Regions from separate parts of the Sus scrofa genome. Here all the other regions are linked to region 6. Evidence: chromatin contacts called from public Hi-C and HiChIP or PLAC-seq data. All regions are on one chromosome and are shown on one strand. Each heading gives the region's core, a stretch centred on a gene start, on an enhancer-like site or on the middle of the called end of the contact. The rest is flanking DNA. Distances are from core to core; before and after follow the strand shown. Region 1 has its middle 110 kb from the start of IRF2BP2. Region 2 holds the start of IRF2BP2 (interferon regulatory factor 2-binding protein 2). Region 3 overlaps LOC102158473 (a long non-coding RNA gene). Region 4 has its middle 23 kb from the start of IRF2BP2. Region 5 overlaps LOC102158473 (a long non-coding RNA gene). Region 6 has its middle 42 kb from the start of TOMM20. Region 7 has its middle 22 kb from the start of TARBP1.

What was found. A called contact is a pair of places that touch in the nucleus more often than the background predicts. HiChIP or PLAC-seq counts read pairs in DNA pulled down with a chosen protein or histone mark.
Region 1: a contact with region 6 is called in an H3K27ac HiChIP or PLAC-seq map of skeletal muscle. The contact joins two enhancer-like sites. A contact is called at or near these places in 4 of 47 Hi-C or Micro-C datasets (embryonic fibroblasts, epiblast stem cells, fibroblasts and 1 more) and 2 of 2 datasets of contacts at active chromatin or transcription factors (alveolar macrophages and skeletal muscle).
Region 2: a contact with region 6 is called in an H3K27ac HiChIP or PLAC-seq map of skeletal muscle, with 15 times the contacts expected there. The contact joins the promoter of IRF2BP2 here to the enhancer-like site in region 6. A contact is called at or near these places in 3 of 5 promoter capture datasets (fetal liver, fetal skeletal muscle and liver), 32 of 47 Hi-C or Micro-C datasets (adipose tissue, alveolar macrophages, blood and 16 more) and 2 of 2 datasets of contacts at active chromatin or transcription factors (alveolar macrophages and skeletal muscle).
Region 3: a contact with region 6 is called in a Hi-C map of liver, with 15 times the contacts expected there. The contact joins two enhancer-like sites. A contact is called at or near these places in 3 of 47 Hi-C or Micro-C datasets (liver and skeletal muscle) and 2 of 2 datasets of contacts at active chromatin or transcription factors (alveolar macrophages and skeletal muscle).
Region 4: a contact with region 6 is called in an H3K27ac HiChIP or PLAC-seq map of skeletal muscle. The contact joins two enhancer-like sites. A contact is called at or near these places in 1 of 5 promoter capture datasets (liver), 24 of 47 Hi-C or Micro-C datasets (adipose tissue, alveolar macrophages, blood and 13 more) and 2 of 2 datasets of contacts at active chromatin or transcription factors (alveolar macrophages and skeletal muscle).
Region 5: a contact with region 6 is called in an H3K27ac HiChIP or PLAC-seq map of alveolar macrophages. The contact joins two enhancer-like sites. A contact is called at or near these places in 2 of 2 datasets of contacts at active chromatin or transcription factors (alveolar macrophages and skeletal muscle).
Region 7: a Hi-C map of skeletal muscle shows a contact between it and region 6, with 8 times the contacts expected there. The contact joins two enhancer-like sites. A contact is called at or near these places in 2 of 5 promoter capture datasets (fetal skeletal muscle and liver), 28 of 47 Hi-C or Micro-C datasets (adipose tissue, alveolar macrophages, blood and 15 more) and 2 of 2 datasets of contacts at active chromatin or transcription factors (alveolar macrophages and skeletal muscle).

Annotation. Positions count from the first base shown.
Region 1 is chr14:56,432,181-56,434,880 of Sscrofa11.1, reverse strand. No RefSeq gene overlaps it. Among named protein-coding and RNA genes, the nearest start is that of IRF2BP2, 110 kb to the left of the region's middle. Within about 2 kb of position 1,275, at least 37 of the 83 cell types and tissues checked have an H3K27ac peak or open chromatin away from gene starts, as enhancers often do. A contact at or near this core is called in skeletal muscle, where this site is marked.
Region 2 is chr14:56,544,476-56,547,276 of Sscrofa11.1, reverse strand. It overlaps IRF2BP2 (interferon regulatory factor 2-binding protein 2), which reads right to left and starts at 1,485. Exons shown (of 2, transcript XM_021074288.1): 1 at 391-1,485. The coding sequence starts at 1,393. LOC110256820 reads left to right here and starts at 1,392. Exons shown (of 2, transcript XM_021073692.1): 1 at 1,392-1,797; 2 at 1,859-2,265. The coding sequence starts at 1,392. The coding sequence ends at 2,265.
Region 3 is chr14:56,515,427-56,518,126 of Sscrofa11.1, reverse strand. All of the region lies in intron 1 of LOC102158473 (a long non-coding RNA gene), which reads left to right. LOC110256878 (a long non-coding RNA gene) reads right to left here. Exons shown (of 3, transcript XR_002338951.1): 3 at 1,741-2,175. Among named protein-coding and RNA genes, the nearest start is that of IRF2BP2, 29 kb to the left of the region's middle. Within about 2 kb of position 1,261, at least 10 of the 83 cell types and tissues checked have an H3K27ac peak or open chromatin away from gene starts, as enhancers often do. A contact at or near this core is called in liver and skeletal muscle, where this site is marked.
Region 4 is chr14:56,567,084-56,569,783 of Sscrofa11.1, reverse strand. No RefSeq gene overlaps it. Among named protein-coding and RNA genes, the nearest start is that of IRF2BP2, 23 kb to the right of the region's middle. Within about 2 kb of position 1,328, at least 6 of the 83 cell types and tissues checked have an H3K27ac peak or open chromatin away from gene starts, as enhancers often do. A contact at or near this core is called in skeletal muscle, where this site is marked.
Region 5 is chr14:56,474,985-56,477,762 of Sscrofa11.1, reverse strand. The region is part of intron 5 of LOC102158473 (a long non-coding RNA gene); the gene reads left to right. Among named protein-coding and RNA genes, the nearest start is that of IRF2BP2, 69 kb to the left of the region's middle. Within about 2 kb of position 1,357, at least 28 of the 83 cell types and tissues checked have an H3K27ac peak or open chromatin away from gene starts, as enhancers often do. A contact at or near this core is called in alveolar macrophages and skeletal muscle, where this site is marked.
Region 6 is chr14:56,153,829-56,156,528 of Sscrofa11.1, reverse strand. No RefSeq gene overlaps it. Among named protein-coding and RNA genes, the nearest start is that of TOMM20, 42 kb to the right of the region's middle. Within about 2 kb of position 1,293, at least 54 of the 83 cell types and tissues checked have an H3K27ac peak or open chromatin away from gene starts, as enhancers often do. A contact at or near this core is called in adipose tissue, alveolar macrophages, fetal liver and 7 more, where this site is marked.
Region 7 is chr14:56,645,855-56,648,631 of Sscrofa11.1, reverse strand. No RefSeq gene overlaps it. Among named protein-coding and RNA genes, the nearest start is that of TARBP1, 22 kb to the left of the region's middle. Within about 2 kb of position 1,406, at least 49 of the 83 cell types and tissues checked have an H3K27ac peak or open chromatin away from gene starts, as enhancers often do. A contact at or near this core is called in adipose tissue, alveolar macrophages, fetal liver and 7 more, where this site is marked.

The sequences.
Region 1 (2,700 bases), core at 26-2,525, 280 kb before region 6:
GTTGAGAATAAGCCTTACCATCCCAGTCTGAGCAAAGTTCAGCGATTTCCTGTACAGTCCCAAATGGGTCCTTCTCAGCAAGACAGAGCTGAGACTTTTTTTTTTTTTTTCTTTTTATGGCTGCAGCATATGAAAGTTTCCAGGCTAGGCATGGTATCAGAGCTGCAGCTGGGGTCTATGCCACAACCACAGAACACTGGATCCAAACTGCATCTGTGACCTACACCACAGCTTGCGGCAACACCGGATCCTTGACTTGCTCATCGAGGACAGGGATCGAACCCACATCCTCACAGACACTATGTCGTGTTCTTAACCCACTGAGCCACGACGGGACCTCCTAGAGCTGAGACTTTAATGTGACAAGGAATATGTTAAGTCTTGTTGGAGAAAACTAGGCACCATGTCATGGAAGCCACTTACAGACACCTCGACCCTCTCACCAGTTTCTCTGTCTTGGGCTGTGGATTCTGTCTACAGAACCTCCCATCATGATCACCAGCAGCGTGCATGATTGAACAAAGAGCGTCTGGGCCCTCTTGAACACTGGCGATCTCTGTTGGATGAAGAGTGGCAAGGAAGCCCCTCTATTTCCTCATCTTAGCCCTTCACACTTCATCCCAGAAGCTCCACGGGACTTCCAGAGGGCAGCTCCCATCATCAGAAGCCTGCTGAGAGCAGGGAAGTGGGCTTGCAGGCTCCTAAAGAACCAGGGGCACTGCCTACAGAGGGTGATGGACATCTGGCCACACACACACACACACACACACACACACACGCAACTCACACTCACACACAACACGGTTTGAGTGTCAAATGTCCACGGGCATCATCCCCATTACAGCTGTATTTGGGAAACATCAATATTAAATATTAGCTATATATGCTTCACATATTACAAGGATAACAATCTGTTCGCACATCTGTTCTCTCTACCAGACTGTACGTCCCTTAAAGACAAAGATGGGGGTCTATCAACTTTATATCCGCAGCAGGAGACCCTCAGCCCCAGCACACAGTGGGCGCCGGATAAATATTAATTGACTGAATCAGGAAACTGAAGCACGTCCTCAAGGCCAGCCTGAAACCCAAGCCTGGACACAGCCTCCAAATTTCCATTTGCAGTCTAGTGCTTTGGCCAGGGGTAGATGAAAGCATGTGTTCCAAGCTTTGCATGATCCACAAAGAATTTTTTCTAAGCTCATTTCTAAGAAGGGGCCAAGGAGCTGTGCGTCTTTTCCTCTGGACCCAGGCTTTCATGCCTCTGCCCGATGAGTGCAGCCCGACTGCCATGCAGAAGACAGCAACCTGTGGTCTCTCTGAATGTCACAGCTGCTCCCCGCCCCCCACAAGCTGCAGGATAAACATCAGCCAGGAGGGGAGATGCTGCTGCAACGGCAGGCTGCTCTCTGCTCATCCTGCCCAGGGTCACGCTTTGAAAAATATCTCTGATTTTGTTTTCCTAGCTTGTTAACCTTTTCCTTCCCAAAACAATGCCGGTATTTGTTTTGGCTGCTTCTGCGCACGGAGGACGGGTCTGAGTTGGAGGCACAAGAGCATTTTTCCCTTAATCTCATTACAAGGGCTCCTCACTCTTGAATTCTTCCCAGGGCTCACTTGCTGTGAAGTGATTTCCTCTTGGAGTCGTTTTTTTTTTTTTTCCTCTTTGTGAAGCTGGGAGAACAAGTAGCTTTGGTTTTGTGGGGAAACAGGGAGAGACGGCAAAGACAAAGGCGGAGAAAGCCAAGCCCAGCCACCCGGGCACACACACGGGGCAGTTCTAAAGTAAAATGGACCCAACTTAAAATCTCTGCCACTCAGATTTGCCTGGGGGGACCACACTGAGGATGCGCCTCTCACTGCTGCCTCTCTTTTACCTGAAGTTTATAAAATCTGGAGTGAAAAGGGCCAGTGCTCTCCCAGCTGCCATTGCTCATGTGCTCAGAATATCTTATTTCATCCTTTCCAGCCCTTGAATGTTATCCGCCTGCCTGACTTGGTTCTCACAAGCGTGTGACTTTCCCACACTGTTCCTTCTTAGCCCAATGGACAAACTCACCTTGACTTTCTCGTCTTAGGTTTGAATGTTCATCCTCAAGCCTTAGAGGAATTTTCAGCCTAACCCATTTTTTGGTTAATTTTTCTACCTTTCACCAAAGTATTTCTTTCCCCCTTTGAATTGTTTCATAGATTGTGTCCACAAATACAGAACTGAAACTGCAAATACAGAACAGAGGGTTCTGGAAAATGAATGGTGGAGCCGGGGGGTGGGTGGGTAGAGGGAATCTGACAAAGTACACTGGCAATCAGTCTGTCGGCCGTGGCCTGAACCAGTCAAGTGACCAAGGAAAGGGGCCAGGCACATTTTGCCTGTTGTATATTGTATCAACTATTGTGTATTGTATGACCTGTAGATGGTATGTAGATTGCATGCACCCTGTTGCATGGAACGGAAACATGCCTTCACCTTTCCCAGGCCCACATTTTACTTTACAGGTTAACTAGAGAATGGTGCTTCCTACCCTTTGGGAGGCAGTGTGGGCCAGTGGTTAGAGCAGGTGTTTTCAGCAGCTTTCCTGGAACTGAGCCCTGGCCCTTTCTCTCATTAGCAACTTACTTCTCCTCACCTATAGGATGGGTATGGAGTTCCAGAGATCATTTTTTTCCTCCCCTTAAGCATTTGGACATGAACTGAGAGAG
Region 2 (2,801 bases), core at 236-2,735, 390 kb before region 6:
ACGCAAGCATGTAGCCCGGCTAAACCGGGCATACGACTGCTAACGTCCCCCAGCAGGTTAAAAGGTGACTGGTGCTCTCCTGCTCTCCTCCAAGAATGTGCTGGGAAAGGAAAACCCGGTGTCAGTGCCTATCAGCCCGGTCTGACTCATCTCTGTTGTGCTACTTCAGCACAGGAACACGTTGCCACTAAGCACTGGTTCCGCCTCGGGCAAATCAGGAAGTTGGGTGTTTGTTGTTTCTGGGCCGGCCGGGGGAGAAATGGTGAATGGGAAGGGCACCCCCTCCTCTGCTCTCCGTCCCCTCTTCGCCCCGAGATCACCTCACTCCACAGCCGCCCCTACCTGCTTTAGACCCGTTGGCCCCGTTGGCCTCGAAACCCAACAACCTGCCTGCAGTCAGGGCCGGCTCCTTCTTAAACTTGCTCTCGAAGGGCCCCGAGTGGCCGTGCTGGTGCAGCGCCAGCAGCGTGTCTCGAACCGTCTTGGGCCTGTTGACCCAGTCCTGATCGCCGGGCCCGCGGCCCTTGCCCGCGCCCTCCGTGCCCAGCTCGGCCGCCCCGGCCGCGGTGGTCAAGCTGTCTGCCGGGCCGCGGTGCGAGGTCGGCGGCGGCTGCTTCTCCTTGGCTGCCGCCTCGCGCTGCTCGTGCTCCGCCGACGCGCTGCTCGTCACGGACGCCGGCCGCTTGTGGGCGCCCAGTTCGGCCGGCTGCGCCGAGCCCAGCCCGGCAGCCGCGGCCCCGGACACGGCGGCCAGTGAGGCGGCGGCGCGACCGCCCAGGCCAAGAGCGGCGGGCAGCGGCGTGGTCGAGCCGTTCATGAGCGGCACCAGGGTGGGAGGCACGGCGTGGCCGCGCCGCGGGTTAGGGCTCTGGCGGTTCAGCTCCGGCGGCTCCTCCAGCTTGGAGAAGCCGTTGGGCACCAGGATGCCGTTCACGGGCGGCGGCTGCGGCGTTGGCGGCTGGGCCAGACCGGCCGCCGGGCGGCTACCGCTGAAATCGGAGCCGAGGCGCGGGGGCCGCTCGGCTGCGGCGGCTGCCAGAGGGTAGCGCTCCAGGGCCTGCGGGGCGCGCGCGGTGGCCTCGGGGCCGCCGTGGCCGAGCTGCTGCTGCTGCTGCAGGAGAAGGTCCTTGGCGGAGAGCGGCGGCGGCTTAGCGGCGGCCGGAGCCGCGGCGCCGGGCGGGGAGCGGCCCTCCGGGAAGCAGCCGTGCGCCCGCTTGAGCTGCCGCGCCGTCTCGATGACGAACTCGACGCGGTCGGCGCCCTCGTAGTTGACGCAGCCGCGGCACACGGGCTCCGTGAAGTCCCAGATCATGGCCCAGGGCATGCGGGGCAGGTCACACAGGTAGCACGACTGCCGCCGGGACGCGGCCGCCACCGCCACCGCCGCGGCCATGTCCGAGGAGCCCGCGGCGCCGGAGGAGGAGGAGGGGGCGCCGCCGCTCCCCGCCGGCACCACGCGCGCCCTCCTCCCCCCCCAACCCCGCGTCTCCCCCACCAGCGGCGGCGGCGGCCGCAAAGGCGGCGGCGGCGGCAAAGCCCGCGAAGGATCGGCGCCCGCGCAGCGCCCCCGGTGCACGAGGGGCGGCGGGCGCGGGGCGAGGGGTTGCAGCCGCGGCAGCACGTCCCCCCGGCCGGCGCGGGCGCGGGTGGGCGGCGGGGCGGCGCGGCGCGGCGGGCGCGGCGGCGGCGGCGGCGGCGGGGGCTCGGCCGGGGCCGCGGCGGGCCTCCAGACCGGGGCGAAGACGGGCCGCGCGGGCGCGGGGGAGCGCAGCAGGTCGCGGCGGCGGCCGGCGCGGAGTGCGGGGCGGGGGGCGGGGAGGCCGGGGGGGCGGGGGGCGGGGGGCGGCCGCCGGGGCAGGCTCAGCCCGAGCGGCGGGGCATGCCGCGCCGGGGCGGCGGCGGCGGCGGCCGTGCGGCGTGGAGCTCGGGCGCGGCACGGGCCCGGGTCGCTCCGCTGCTCTCTCACAGCTCCTGGCGTCGCCGCTCTCCAGCGCCCGCCTCAGCGCCCAGCCCGCCTCAGCTCCGCCGCCGCCGTCGCTGCTGCTGCTGCCGCCGCGGCCGCTCCACTTCTACAGACTTGATTCTTCGACAGCCTCGCAAGGCGCCTGCGCGGGCCCCCTCCCCTCGCGCGCGCGCGCCCGCCCTCCCCCGCTCCCTCCCCCTCCCCCCGCCAGAGAACGAGCGCTGCCGGGAGAGCCGGCTCCGCGGCGCCCGCCCGCGGGTCAGCACCACCCGCCTGCGCCGCGGCTCGTGTCCCCGACGTGAAGCCGTCGCTGGTGTGGCTTGCTTTCCTCCACCCGCTCGGCTCCCTCGACTGCTCAGGCAGTTCCTTCTCGTCTAGGGCTGTTTGAGCCAAACCGTGCTAGAACTCATGTTTTGAAAAGCCAGGCCACTCTGTAACCTGGTTCTGTTAGTAGCATCTTGAGGATGGGGATTTTCAGTCAAGTGCTGTTCACAGTTTTGTAAGGAGCTTTATTTGAACTCCTCGGTGAGTGCTTTTACACCCGCATGTCTTGGGAAGGACACACGCGCCGCCGGTCCCCTAAACTTTTACAACAGGAGGGTGCGCGCCCAAGCCTAGGGCCGCGTCCACCCGCCCTTCTACGGAGCCCTTCCGGGAGCGAGCGGGTACGCTGCCCGAGGAGGTTCCGATCCCCCTCTTCCCCAGTCCGCAGCCCGCCGGGCCACGCGGGGATCCCGGTCGCCTGCTGCAGGCCCGCGCGGCGGGCGCGTGACGTGGGCGCGGGGCCGCGTGCGCCGCCACCGAGTGCGCACGCTCCGCGCGGACGTGACTCGGCGCC
Region 3 (2,700 bases), core at 12-2,511, 360 kb before region 6:
CCTACAGTGAGCCTGTATTACTTTTTAATGTCAGAAATATTAATTTTAAGGTTCTTATATTTATGTATATTCCTTTAAAATGATAGACTCTTTCTCCATAAGTCAGAAACCTGGACACCGAGGAGTTCTTACTATGGTGCAGTGGATTAGGAACCTGAGTGCAGTGGCTTGGGTCACTTCGAAGGCTCGGGTTCTATCCCTGGCCTGCTACATTTGGTTAAAAGAATCCAGCATTGCTGCAGCTTGGATTCAGTCACTGGCCTGGGAACTTCCATATGCCATGGGTGCAGCCATTGAAAAAAGAAGAAAAAGAAACGTGGACACCAAGTTTTGGCTTTAATGTAGTGAGCTGGAGAATTATGATTAAATACTATTTCATTGATGACTCAGTCAATGAACGAATATTTACAGAGCCCGTGTGAGTCACTCGACCAATGCTTATCTACCCCCTTTTATGTGCTGGCCATTGAATGCATGCCCAAAATGAAATCATGCCCATCTTGTCTGGACAATGATGGCAAGAAGATCCTGTTATGGGTACTCGTGAATGTCACATATCACTGAGGAATGAGACATGCCTAAAGGTTGGGCACATTTGCCCAAGCAAACTGCCAAGGAATCTAAGCCTTGCCCAAGTGTGTAAGACCCAGGCTCACCTGCTCGCCCAGCCTCACTGAAGCATGGGGCAAAGTTTTTGCAAGTTCCCATCATGATCTCCTGGATGCCTCATTTTCTGTTGTTTTGTCTCGGAAGGAAGTTCGGTTAGTCCAAGAGGCTTGGTTTGTTATACAGCTGTACAGCTCTGGACTTTCATAGCCTTCTCTTTAAGCGCTGACAACTTGATACTTTGATCAATGGTTGTTATATTTCTCTGTATGTTAGTTGGACAGGCTGATGATTTCCAAAGTCAATCCCTTCTCCTCTCCCTTTCTCTCTCCAGTTTACACATTTCTGTTTTCCAGTTGCTTTATCTACGTCTTCTAAGTATCTCAAAGTAGGAAAAAGCAGGGGCCCTGGAATTCTCCTGCCCAGTCCCTGAACAGTCGTCAGGGCTGGCTGTGCCCTTGCGTCACAGAGGACTGCTGTATGACGCCGGTGGCCTGTGTTCAGGACGTGTTGCCAAGGTCACTATAGTTTGTTAACGGGCAGCTGCCACTGGAAAGCATGCGCCTGACTGGCAACATTTCCCCACTGTTGCAGAGAGCCTCTGAGTGGCAGGGAGGCATCTAAGCAGGTGGTTTCTGCTGCAAAAGCCACCCGCCCTGGATGTGCCTTCTTCCCACTGTGGCCTTTCCCAGGCCTGGCATGTGGCTTTCCCAGACACTCAGAGAGGCCACGTGCCCATTCACATGGCAGCAGCGTGCCTGGTGATCACACTGCACATCCCAGGTCTTTACCTGTAAAGTGGCTGTTTTCCCAACCCTCCCTGCTCTTGGGAAAATGAGAGTCATTGGCAGAGATAAACATTTAAGCCTCGCTGGGAGATTTCCTGGCCCAGTGGGTTAAGAAGTGACTTTGGGATGGGGTGAAGGGGGAAGGAGTTCCCGTTGTGGCTCAGCTAGTTATGAAGCTGACTAGTACCCATAAGGATGCAGATTCGATCCCTGGCCTCACTCAGTGGGCTAAGGATGCCACATTGCTGTAGCCGAGGTGTAGGCTGGCAGCTGCAGCTCAGATTTGACCCCTAGCCTGGGCACTTCTATATGCTGCAGGTGCAGCCCTAAAAAGCAAAAATAAATAAATAAATAAAATGCCATCTCTATTTTTTGTGAGCTTCATGTTTTTAAAAACATGTGCTTAAACTTCTCAAGCCTCAGTTTCCTCACGGGAGGCAGGGGGCATGTTGCCCTCTGACCCCCTGCCTGGCTCATAGGAATCGCTCATTAAAGGGCAGCGCTGACAGATATTACACGTTCCATACATGACGAGGTTCCCACGTAAGGAGTGTGGGTGCGCGCAGGAGTCTGCCGTGTGCGAAAGGAGGGTGCAGTTGATGAGACTGACTTCCAGAGTTGCCGCAGTTCAACTTGTTTTTCCTTATGAAAATGCGAATGTGCCAACATCTCTTCTATATCACATGGGGAGGAGACTTAGCTTTTTCTTTCAGTTTTTCATCAGTTGAAAGAAAAGCTCTGGTGGCAGTGAGCCGTTGTGGAGGTCTGTCTGTGAGCTGGGCTGAAAGTACAAACCAGCGAGACAGTGAAATTTTGTGTGTTCCTTAAGTAAGCCCTCCTCCCGCTGCACTAGTAAGGTGATGTTCATTCCAACCTAGCCCCTCCATTCGTGTTTTGCTTTGTTTCTTCTCTTTCCAAGTAAAAGTATCTTTAACAATGGTTCAACTGTTCAGAAATAGAACAACTATGAGACGACTTTTAAAGGATATGAACTAATACTAATCACACAATATGTAATAATCACACATCTATATATGGCACCTATTAGCATGGCCACCGTGAAATCCCATCTCTCTTTGAGAAAGTAACCGTTCTAGAGAGTGGGGTTCTGGGCCATTGAGAGCTTGACGTTCAAAGCAAAAGAATGAGGAGTGAAGGAAGAAAAGGAAGGGAAAAGAAAGGAAAGGAAAGACATTTTGAGCAGAAAACTTTCTAACGTGTAATTCAGGAGTTCCCGTCGTGGCGCAGTGGAAACGAACGCGACTAGGAACCATGAGGTTGCAGGTTCCATCCCTAGCCTCGCTTG
Region 4 (2,700 bases), core at 79-2,578, 410 kb before region 6:
GGGGACAAACATGCCTGTTCTCTAAGAGTTGGCTCTGAGTGACGGGCAATGCGGCTTTGATAATAAAGGGATAGCAGTTCCTGTCATGGCATAGTGGAAACAAATCTGACTAGGAACAGTGAGGTTGCAGGTTCGATCCCTGGCTTCACTCAGTGGGTTAAGGATCCAGCATTGCGGTGAGCTGTGGTGTGGGTTGAAGATGCGGCTCGGATCCCCCTTTGCTGTGGCTGTGGCCAGCAGCTGCAGATCCGACTAGACAGACCCCTAGCCTGGGAACCTCCATATGCTGAGGGTGCAGCCCTAAAAAAGCAAAAAAAGAAAAAAAAAAAAAGAAAGAAAATGAAGAGATAAGATCTCTGGGCTTCTTGGCTTGGAGGCACTCTTTAAATATGAAATATTATCCTAATTAAACGAAATTTTCATCCTGGGGGTCAGTTCTTTGATGAAGTTAAATGGGAAGATCCAAAGTATCTATTAATTTGCTATCAGTCATTGTATTTGGAGATCCTGAGGGATCCTAAAAATGGATGAATTATGACAGCCCCGACGGTATATTTCTGGGTGATTATGGCAAGCCTTGGGTGGTATTAAAAGAGTTGCCAATTTTTATGTGACAGTGAAATTCATAGGCTCTAACAGAAGTACTATTATACCAGGAGCAGGGAGCAGACTGAAGGGCATGTGACTTAGCAGCTGACAAGGGCAATAATTCTCAGAATTTTGTGGCTCAAAATGTGTGCTGGCTACTGAGAACTGGGATTTTAGAAATAGAAAGTTCAGGTTACAAGCCTACTGGGCAGAAACTCGAACTCCTGGTGCTGGCAACCTGCCCCGGGTACTCAGGGGTGGGCCAAGGTTCTGGCCATTCAGTGTCCTATGTTTAAATTCCGAGCCTATAAGCAAACAAAAAAAAAAAGTTGGAAGTGTTCCCTTACCTTTTGGAAACTGCAAAATAAAATCTCCTTTGGCTAAGAGCCTCTTTCTTTTGTGGGCTCTCCTACAGGGTTTCTTGGGCAAGATTTACCTCTGTGCTGCCATGACCCTAGCTCCCCACCAGTTGCTGGCATGTCTGTCTTCCGGTGGGAGATGGGGGGGTGGGGGTGGGGGGCAGGGATAACACTCTTGTTCAAATTGTTGGATTAACCAGAAAATTAGCAGGAAAACATGGCAGTGGAGGTCAAAGTGGGGTCCATGCTGCACTGTGGAGGTGTCTCAGAGATGAAGCTGCCTATTAACGGGGTTTAGTATTTCAGTAGCTAGTGTTTGAGTTGGGGTTGCTAGGAGAGAGAAGCAAAGAAGGGCACAGACAGCACTGTTTAGTCCTAGTGTTGGCTCAGGACATGGGTACAGGCACATTCTGATACCCAGGACCACATGCTGAGCACGTACTAAGGAGAGCAGGCGCACTAAACATTTTAAGTAGAGTATTTCATTCAATATGCAAAACTCCAAAAGCCCTTCAAGACCAGTGCTAGTCTTTTTTTTTTTTTTCTTCTTTTTTCTTTTTCTTTCTTTCTTTCTTTCTTTCTTTTTTTTTTTTTTTTAGGGCTGCACCCGAGGCATATGGAAGTTCCCAGGCTAGGAGGTCTAATATCTAATTGGAGATGCAGCCGCTGACCTACACCACAGGCACAGCAACACAGATCCTAGCCGCATCTGTGGCCTATGCTGTGCAGGGTCCTTAACCCACTGAGCGAGACCAGGGATGGAACCTGCATCCTCATGAATACTAGTCGGGTTCTTAACCCCCTGAGCCACAACAGGAACTCCAACTAATGCTAGTCTTTTGCAAGCGTAAAAATTCTGCTTAAAAAGAAGAAAATGACTTATTTGTGATTCGCAACTAATTGCATTGTGGAGACTGAATTTGAACACAGACTTTTTGATGCCCAAACCTGGGCGGTTAATAACTTTGCTATACTTCTTTCCTATTTTGCATGCCTCTCACCCTCAGCCGAGCCTCCAGGCTTCTGCAATGCATCTGGGACTCAGGGATGGCGAGAGTGGCGTGCGTGGGGGAAGTTAGGGGGAGTCAGAGAAGCTCAGGGATGAGAGATCACAATGTGTGCAGATCTAAGAACTGATCCTGGAGGACAGAGCTCCTGTCTCTCAACTCTACTCCCTGCGGTGATTGCCCTGCAGCCCCGTTGGACCTAAATCGGGAACATCTGAATGGCAGATGGAAGCCCCCGCCTCTGCCCCGAGCCTGTCTCTCCTCCATGCCTGGTGGATGGAGAAATGCTGCCTGGGCGCAGAGCTGTGACCTTGCACGTGAGATTTGAGTTTACTCTCCCTATATGCCATTTGCTCATGAACAGAAAAACTGCATTTCATGACATTTGGATACATGGAATAGCATTCAATGTCTCCTAATCAGTTAAGAGAAAAACTAGCCTATTTTCTTCTGTTCAGTTTGGTCCTGCAATTTAAAAGGCAAGTTCCCTGCATCTTAGCCTCCCAGAGTCTGCACTGCTTAGCATCCCCAGGCCGCTGTGACAACAGCCCTCGCCTCTTATATGTTGTACTTTGAGACAAACTTCTCACCCTGAGTCATGCCACTCTCTGCTCCTGCCAAGAATTCCTGGAGTCTTCTAAGGATCTCTGGAATTTTACTCTCTTTAATCCCAATTTAACACAGCATCTGTGAGTAAATACCCCATCGGGCTATTTTAAATGCTTTCATCAGATGTCTGGCTCACA
Region 5 (2,778 bases), core at 108-2,607, 320 kb before region 6:
AAGCCATGAAAATTCTTCAAGGTGACCTGGCCCGGGTTGGCTTAACATAGCAGCCGGCCCAGTGGCACATTAATGAATTGCATTATCCCCGGAACATTTGCCAAGGGACTGATGTCTCCAGGATTCACTCAGGGTGATTGGTGACTGTATCAACTGAGAGGGTACAAATTCCAAGCCATCACCTAGCAAGTTCAGTATATGTGAAAAAGCTGGGCTGTTCTCCATAACGTGATGAACTACTCTAAGGAGAGCAAGACTGCGATTTTTTTTTTTTTCCCTTTGGATCTCTCTCTCCATCTAATCTGTCTATTGCTGAAGACAAGGTTGGGTCAGGCAAGGAAAGAAAGCACTTACCTGGATATGCATTGAATATAGACACAGAAGCTTTTGAGAATCTTAGAATGTTTTCTGTTATTTATGTGTTTGTCTCATTGTTTTTTTTTTTCTTTCTTCCTTTTTATTTATTTGTTGGTTGGTTTTTTGGTCTGGCCCATGGCATGCAGAAGTTTCCTGGCCAGGGATCGAACCTGAGCCACAGCAGTGACAACTCTACATCCTTAACCACTAGGCTGCTAGGGAACTCCCTCTTTCTTTCTTTTTAAAGAGCCTTCTTTTAGGTTTGGAAATCCCAAAGTGTGAGCAACCCTATTACGACTTGGATTTTGGCTTCTGAACACGCACGTTAATATGCGACTATATGCTCAAATGATTTTTGCGTGAAATTCACCCAGGCTTTCCAGGAACCAAGGAATCCAGCAGAGGGTTTCGTGAGAGCTTGCATGCAGGCCATGAATAAGACCATTGAGCAACTTTCTTGGGCTATAAATACCTCTGCGGCAAGCTTAAGAATTCAGTGAAATCCAGGGGGCACACGCATCTTTGAGGGGACAGACCCATGTGGAAGAGGGCCAAAGTCAAGACATGCTTTCCCTTGGGCACCATTTTTTTAGACTGCTTGTGGTGGGATTGGCCCGTGTCTCTCTGCCCACACAAACTCTCAGCTCCTAGCAGCTCTTCTGGAACATCTGGGACTTGCAGCAGCTGGGCAAGTGGAGTGGTCCAAAGGAAGAAGGGACTGGTGATGAAGAAGGGCCAGGCTGCCAAAACTCAACTGAGAAGATGGCCAGCATGACCCCCCCTCCTTCTTAAGGGCCGGAGTTCCTTCAGAATGAGCCAGATCCAAACAGGGCCCTCCCCGACCTGTAATGCACAGCTTAGCAGAGGGTCTTAGGGAAAACCGCAGTCCAGGCTGATGCTGCAGGGAAGTCCAGGGATCTTTCAGCCAAAGGGATTGGCTAGGGGTGAGGCTAGGCGGGAGCAGAGCTTGAGCTCATGGTACCAAAGGGACACAGCCTTAAGGACAGCACTTCCAATCACATGATAGCATGACAGGAAACAGTAAATGGAGAAACCAATGAGAAGGCCCAGGACACTTCTTTGGAAAAACCCAAGAAGGCCTTGAGCACCAGCCAGGATTCTACAAGGGCTATTCACATTTGGCTGGAGGCCGGCTCTAGGGAGAAGTCACAATCAAACACTCCCTGGATGTGTCTTCAGAGGAGTGATGCACACTTCTGAGCTCCTCTGGGGCCAAGCGAAGCCCCAAGGTCCCAAGGTCCCCAAGTAAACAGAAGACGGCCTCCCACACTCCTGGCGCTAACACGCAGGAAGCTGCTGGCCTCTGGCCCCTTATTGGCTGGGCCACACCTCTCATGACAGCCTTCTTGGCCTTACAGGCCCTAGTCATCCCAGCTGGGTTAAGAAAAGGTAACAGAGTAAGTGGAGAATTCAGGGCACTGGGCGGAGTTCAAAGATAGACTTCATCAGCGTAAGCAGCACTTTCCTGTTTTTAGGGCATATAATTACAATGTCTGCATTCAGCTTGGGATCCAGCTTCCTAGACTGACTCAGTCCACAGCAGCCCCTCCCTCCCTGTCCTTCTCCAGGACATGGATTGCCTTGAATCATTCTTAAATGTTTCCTGTATATACCACATTCTTTCCATTTTCCTAATCCTACGCTGTGCCTGGAACGAAACTCAGAGGCAAGGAAATAATGGCCCCTTCTTGTCCTCAAGGGGACTTACAGTCCAGTGAAAGAACAGGCATGCAGAGAATAACGTTACTGTGACAGCACAGAGGTGAGAGACCCAAGGCCGGCTTGGCTGGTAGGCTCCACAGGAGGAGAAATGGACCAAGATGTTACCCAGGCGACAGTAGGTGTGACTTGATACCTCACACCAGAAGTAGAAGCCAGGTGGAGAGTCACTGTGGAAAAGCACCTGGAAATCTAAAACCAGGGGAGCCTGAGTGGCCAGAAATGGAAAACTCAAGTGGGGGCGGCAGGGGCTGGTGTTGGTGGGGGGGTACACAAAGCAGAAATCAGGAAGCAGAGAGCTGAGACCAGTGAAGCGGAAGCTGGGGCTCTTGCCTAAAATTGCTACTACTCACAGCTTGGGGGGGGCGGGGGTGAGGCCAGGACTAAGCTTGTAGATGGGTCAGCTAGACTGCAAAGATCAGGGGCAGGATGACAAGAGATAGCAGATTTAGGAGATGATTAGGAGGCAACTGATTATGAGGCAGGAAGGAGAAGGAAGCATCTAAAATAATCCTGAGGTTCTAGCCTGGAGGCGGCCTGGCAAGGCGCCTGGTAACATAAACCAGCAGACTAGGGGAGGGGCAGGCTGGAGAAGGAAGGGGCTGGTCCCTCTGGGGCAAGTTGAGTGTCAAGGTTTTCACGGGGTGACCCAATAGACTGGTTAGGGAGTCACTGGAAATA
Region 6 (2,700 bases), core at 44-2,543:
CTGGTGTGGGGGCATTGTGTCCCTGAGTCACACAGAGCCAACGCTGAAAAGCCTCATTTCCTCTGATAGGTGGCCCTTGGGAGCGGTGACAGAACTTGGGCCCGAGGGGGCCAGGACTGCCTTATGGGCACGACTGTTAACACACAGCACAGAAGACCTGAGAAGCGGAGACAGGCTGCCTCCCACCAGCCCTGCTCTCCAAAAAGCCACTTGGCTCCAACGTCTCATGACTTGTTCTTAGAGTTACATTTTAACTGACAAAGTTTAACAACAACTGTGACTTATGGCCTTCTAAAATTGGCAGCAGAAAAATGAACTGAGGAAGTAATGGAAAAAAACCACAAGTGAAGCCACTCTGTATTATGCACAATTTCTGTTATGGTTTTTTTTCCTTTCCAGGCGTGTGTGTGTGTGTGTGTGTGTGTGTGTGTGTGTGTGTGTGTTTTCGAATGGTAGAAAATATTTTCCAGATACGCCGCCCTGGCGTTCCCAAGCACATATTTATGCCAAATTTATAAGAAGCAGCTGCAGACAAGGTTGACTGAGAGGATTGCTCTGCTGTCTGGCTTCCAGAAGGTGCTTCTGCTCCTCATTCTGTCACCAGGGCACAGACTTACCTCCTAAAACTCTCTAACCTTCTGCATCGTTCCCCCAGCAGGAAGACAAACCCACGGCACAGCATGACCTGGAGGGATGTGGGGCCTCGCCCTTCTCAGCATCCACATCACACTTTTGATCTGCAAGGTGCTTTAGTGACCAGTACTTTATCATTTTTATTCATTGGAACTCCTCCTGCAGACGCAGGAAGTGTTCCAAGGCGCCTTTCTCGAATCCCTGGATGGCTTGGAAGGTAGGGTTGTTGGAGTCCCATCAACATCATCGGGTTCTGAACTGCTTGGAGCAGATGGTGGAGCCGCAGTGGGTGAGCCTGTGTCAAAGTGCCTGCATCTCCGAGACTCTCCAACCTCCTCCCCTCGCCCCTCCATGGCTCTGCCTGCTGCTGCCTGGTCAGGAGCTCCAGCCTCCTGACCGAGCAGAGACGTCGCCCAGGGACGCTGCCCCCCTGCACCCAACGCCAAGCTCTCCCTGGCCTGGGGCGGGGCCTCACGCCTCCCCCCACCCCACCACGGCCTTAATGAGGATGAGAATAACCTGCTCCGTGGCTTTCCTGGGGGTGACTAATGGGTTAATCCGGGGAAGGCCCTTTGAAGATGAAAAGCCTGATGTAACTCAAGGGTTGAAGGCAGGCACCTGCCCCAGCCTGGGCCTGAGTCAGCAGAGTGACCTCCTGCCTGCAGGCGGGCTGGGCGAGCTGGCCCAGTCCCCATTCAAAGTCAGGGTTGGCCAACCCCGTGCGTGTGTGGTGTGTGTGTGTGTGTGTGTGTGTGTGTGTGTGTGTTGTGTGGGCCTCTGGGAGGTTGGGAACTGTGTCTCCTGGGCGTTTGAGTGGTTGAATAAACCTTCAAATGGCTCTGCCAAGAGGGCAGCACACATCCTCATCCTAGAGAATATCAGTTAAGACAGTATTTCCTGGCCATTGTTAGGGGAAAATGCTTTCCTTTTTATTTTCTTTTTCTTTTTTTCTTTTTTCGGACCGCACCTGCAGCACATGGAAGTTTCTGGGCTAGGGGTTGAATCAGAGCTTTGGCGGCCGGCCTATGCCACAGCTACAACAACTCAGGATTGGAGCCACATCTGTGACCTACACCACAGCTCACAGCAATGCCAGATCTTTAACCCACTGATGGAGGCCAAGGATTGAACCTGCATCCTCATGGATACTAACCGGTTCTTAACCCACTGAGCCACAATGGGAGCTCCCAGGAAAATGCTTTTCTCACAGGGCATTCCTCCCAAGAGGTGCCGTTTTTCTCCTGCCTTTGGAAGAAGGAGCTGCGGCAGTGGTGGGCAGCCTGGGGAATCTGAGGTCGGGGTGTAAGGGAGGCGGGCGGCTGTGCTTTCAGCTCTCCAGCTCCTGATGTTCTAGTCTGCCCTGCATTCACATCTCCCAAGCAGAGAAAGAGGCAGCCAGAGCTGAAAACCAGAGGCCAAAAGCAGCGGATGAAGCGAGTGTCGTCCAGGACCACGCCCCCTCCCACCCTTGACCCGGTACAGGGGGATTTGACGCAGCGGCAGCTGGGAAGCCAAGAACAGAAAGCCTTTAAGCCACGCAAACTGATGCCAAGATTCCGCCACCCGGGAGCCCGTTTCCTGCGCTCTGCACATTCCTCCCTTCCCCCCCCCCGCCCCCACCTCCAGTGACCCCTCTCCACGCAGCCTCCTTGCACGCAGCACTGGTTTCTTCTTTCTTCTGGAACACAAGTCATGCGGCCAGAAGGAATGCAGGCACTTCTGCTTTCTCTCTTAGGTCCCCATTTCCTTAGAAGTTTTTCACTGCCCTTTCTCCTCCCATAATTTGCCCCGAACCCTAGAGGCCCCCACAACACACAGAATGATAAAGATACGAAAATAGGATGCAAGGATTGGCAGCATGAAGGCAGGAAAGAGGGCAGAGGGGGCCACTAATCTTTTTGCACGCAGCCAGGAATGGACGGGGTGGGGGGCATAGCCCCTGGAACAGGCTATGAAAGGATTCCGTTCTGTTCTGTTTGGAAGGAGATGGGTGGAAATGACAGTTTGGAGAGGATTAGAACGGGGAAAACGGTTTCAGGGGAAGCAGCCTCTTTTCTCCAGTTCTAA
Region 7 (2,777 bases), core at 157-2,656, 490 kb before region 6:
CTGTTCTGAGAATGTGCAGATGCCATGAAGCAACCTTGAAAGAGCGTAGGATTCAGAAGGCTGGAGAAGAGAACCTAAGAGGTTTCCAGGCTCTCATGCCCAAACCTGTGCCATCATGACCTGGACAGGAGGACATAGGAGGCTGGTTGGGGCTGGAGCTAAGGGCTCCTGGTGCTGTCCCAGAGGACCATCATTACCTCCGAGGAGAGCCCGAGTCCTCGAATTTCCTATTGCAGAATAAGGAGCGGAATTTAGAAAAGCTGGCTCTTGGTGTCTTCCTTTCAGACCCCCCGGTGATCAGTCCCCTCCTCAGCAGAACAGAAAGCTCACAATAGAATGTAAAATGGTGCAGCCACTATGGAAAACCGTGTGGAGGTTCCCAAAAAACTAAACATAGAGTCGCTGTATGATCCAGTAATCCCACTCCTGGGCATCTATCTGGACAAAACTATGATTTGAAAAGATAATGCACCCCTATATTCATAGCAGCGCTATTCTCAGTAGCCAAGACTTGGAAGCAACCTAAATGTCCATCAGCAGAGGACACATATCTACAATGGAATATGACTCAGCCATAAAAAAGAAGGAAAGAATGCCTTTTGTAGCAACATGGATGGATATAAAGATTATCATACTTTGTGAAGTTAGACAGTGAAAAAACAAATATCATATAATATAACTTTTATGTGGAATATAAAATATCACACAAATGAATTTATCTATGAAACAGAAACCGACCCACAGACATAGAGAATCAACTTGTGGTTGCCAAGGGGAAGGAGGGCTGAGGGAGGGATGGAGTAGGAGAGTGGGGTTAGCAGATGCAAACTATTCTAGATAGAATGGATAAACAAGGTCCTGCTGTACAGCGTGGGGAACTAGGTTCAATATCCTGTGATCAAACACAATGAAAAAGAATATATATGTATAACTGAATCACTGTGCTGAACAGCAGAAATTAACACAACATTGTGAATCATCTACACTCCAATAAAATAAATTAAGCAATGAGATCCTGCTGTATAGCATAGGGAACTATACATAGTCACTTATGATGGAACATCATGGAGGATAATATGAGAAAAAGAATATATATATATGGATGACTGGATCTCTTTGTTGTACAATAGAAATGGACAGAACACTGTAAACCAATCATAATGGAAAAAATAAAAATCATTAAAAAGTAAATAAAAAGATTAAAAAAAAAAAAAAAAAAAAAGCAGCTCCAGAATACTAGCCTATTAAATTCTGCAAATCAATGGAGTCAAAGGCCGGAGAGAGCGCGCAATATCAGCTTCAGGCCACCAGATGGCGCGCGGCATCCACAGTGCTTCTGCGCCGGCCTCTGGTTGGTCCCCGCGCTGGCCCAGGGCCCAGAGAAAACGTGTTGTGCGGCTCCTCTTAGGGGAGCGCCCTGTACGGGTTTTTTTCCCCTTACACTTTAGAAAACCTGTGTATAGAAGAGCATGTGAAACACCACACTGCACAGCTGTGCTCTTCCTGTGCTGTCCTTCCAGGGGACACGTCAGCAGCATTTTCCCCTTGTCTGGAGAGTTTCAAAGCCCAGTTTCTTCTTGCATTTTTGTTCTCCCTGGATCTTGAAGTCTGTAGGACTTAGCTTCCATTTTGAAACCCACAATCCTGCTGAAATAGAATCGCTTGGAAAAAAATATCCCAAGGATTGTTTATTAGGTCAGGCAACCACATTTCTGGCACGGAAAGGAACTCTGCAGACACTTTGTTACTCTGGTATTCTGACAGCTAACACAGTGGGGTGTAAAATTTTTACGTAATCCCAAACCTCAGCCCTGAAGAGTTAATGATGTTACTCATGCCACTGGGGCATGAAAGAAAGACTCGCATTTTTGGGCGGTTACTGCTTGCCCAGCGTGGTGCAGTGAGCCATGAGGCTGAAGGCCAAGGGACTCTGGCCACCCAGGCAGTGAAATAATTCCCCAGAAATGCACTGCCTGGAGTGGAAATGCTAGGAAAGGGAACATTCATTCCAGGGCATTATGGACGGTCATTCAGTCTGAAGTTTGCTCGCCTCTCAACATGGCCAATCTCACACTTGGGACATATTACATAGATACCAGGAAATGATGGAAATCAAGCAGTGGTCAAGGCTGGGTTGTAAGCAGTGAACTCTTTCCTTCTTTTCAGTTCCAATAAGATGAATAATGAATAACCTAGTTTTTGAATGGAAAGCACATTTCAATAGATGGGTGATGCTTTCAGAAAGGCCTTTGAGAGTTTCCGTTTATTTCCTTCTTTCTTTCTCTTTCAGAAGTAGGGCCCTGGAGTGGAAGACAGAAGCGATATTCCAATAGTTGAGGGCCTACATTTTTTACCCATTCAGAGACTTGTGTGAATAAAGAAAAGCAGACTCTAATATCTACCTTGGCACCTACTATTTGCTAGGCCTTCTGTTGTATGTTTTAAAAGTACTTTATTATTTCATCTTCCTGACAATTTAGTGGTTGGCACTGGCCCAGGTTTTCAGATGAGAAACCTCAGTTCAGAGAGGTTAAGGAGCTTGCCTGAAGTCACACAGCCAGTAAATGTGAGAACTAGGAGACAGACCCAGTTATGCCTGACTTCAAAGCCTGGTTTGTTCTCTTTCACCAAGGCATGTCATGGACTCACAGAACCTTCGAGACGAGAGGGATTTGGGAATTTATTTATTTATTTATTTATTTATTTATTTATTTTTGGCCGCCACCCCCCCCCCCCCCCCCGCATGTGAAAGCTCCCTGGCCAGGGATTGAACCCAC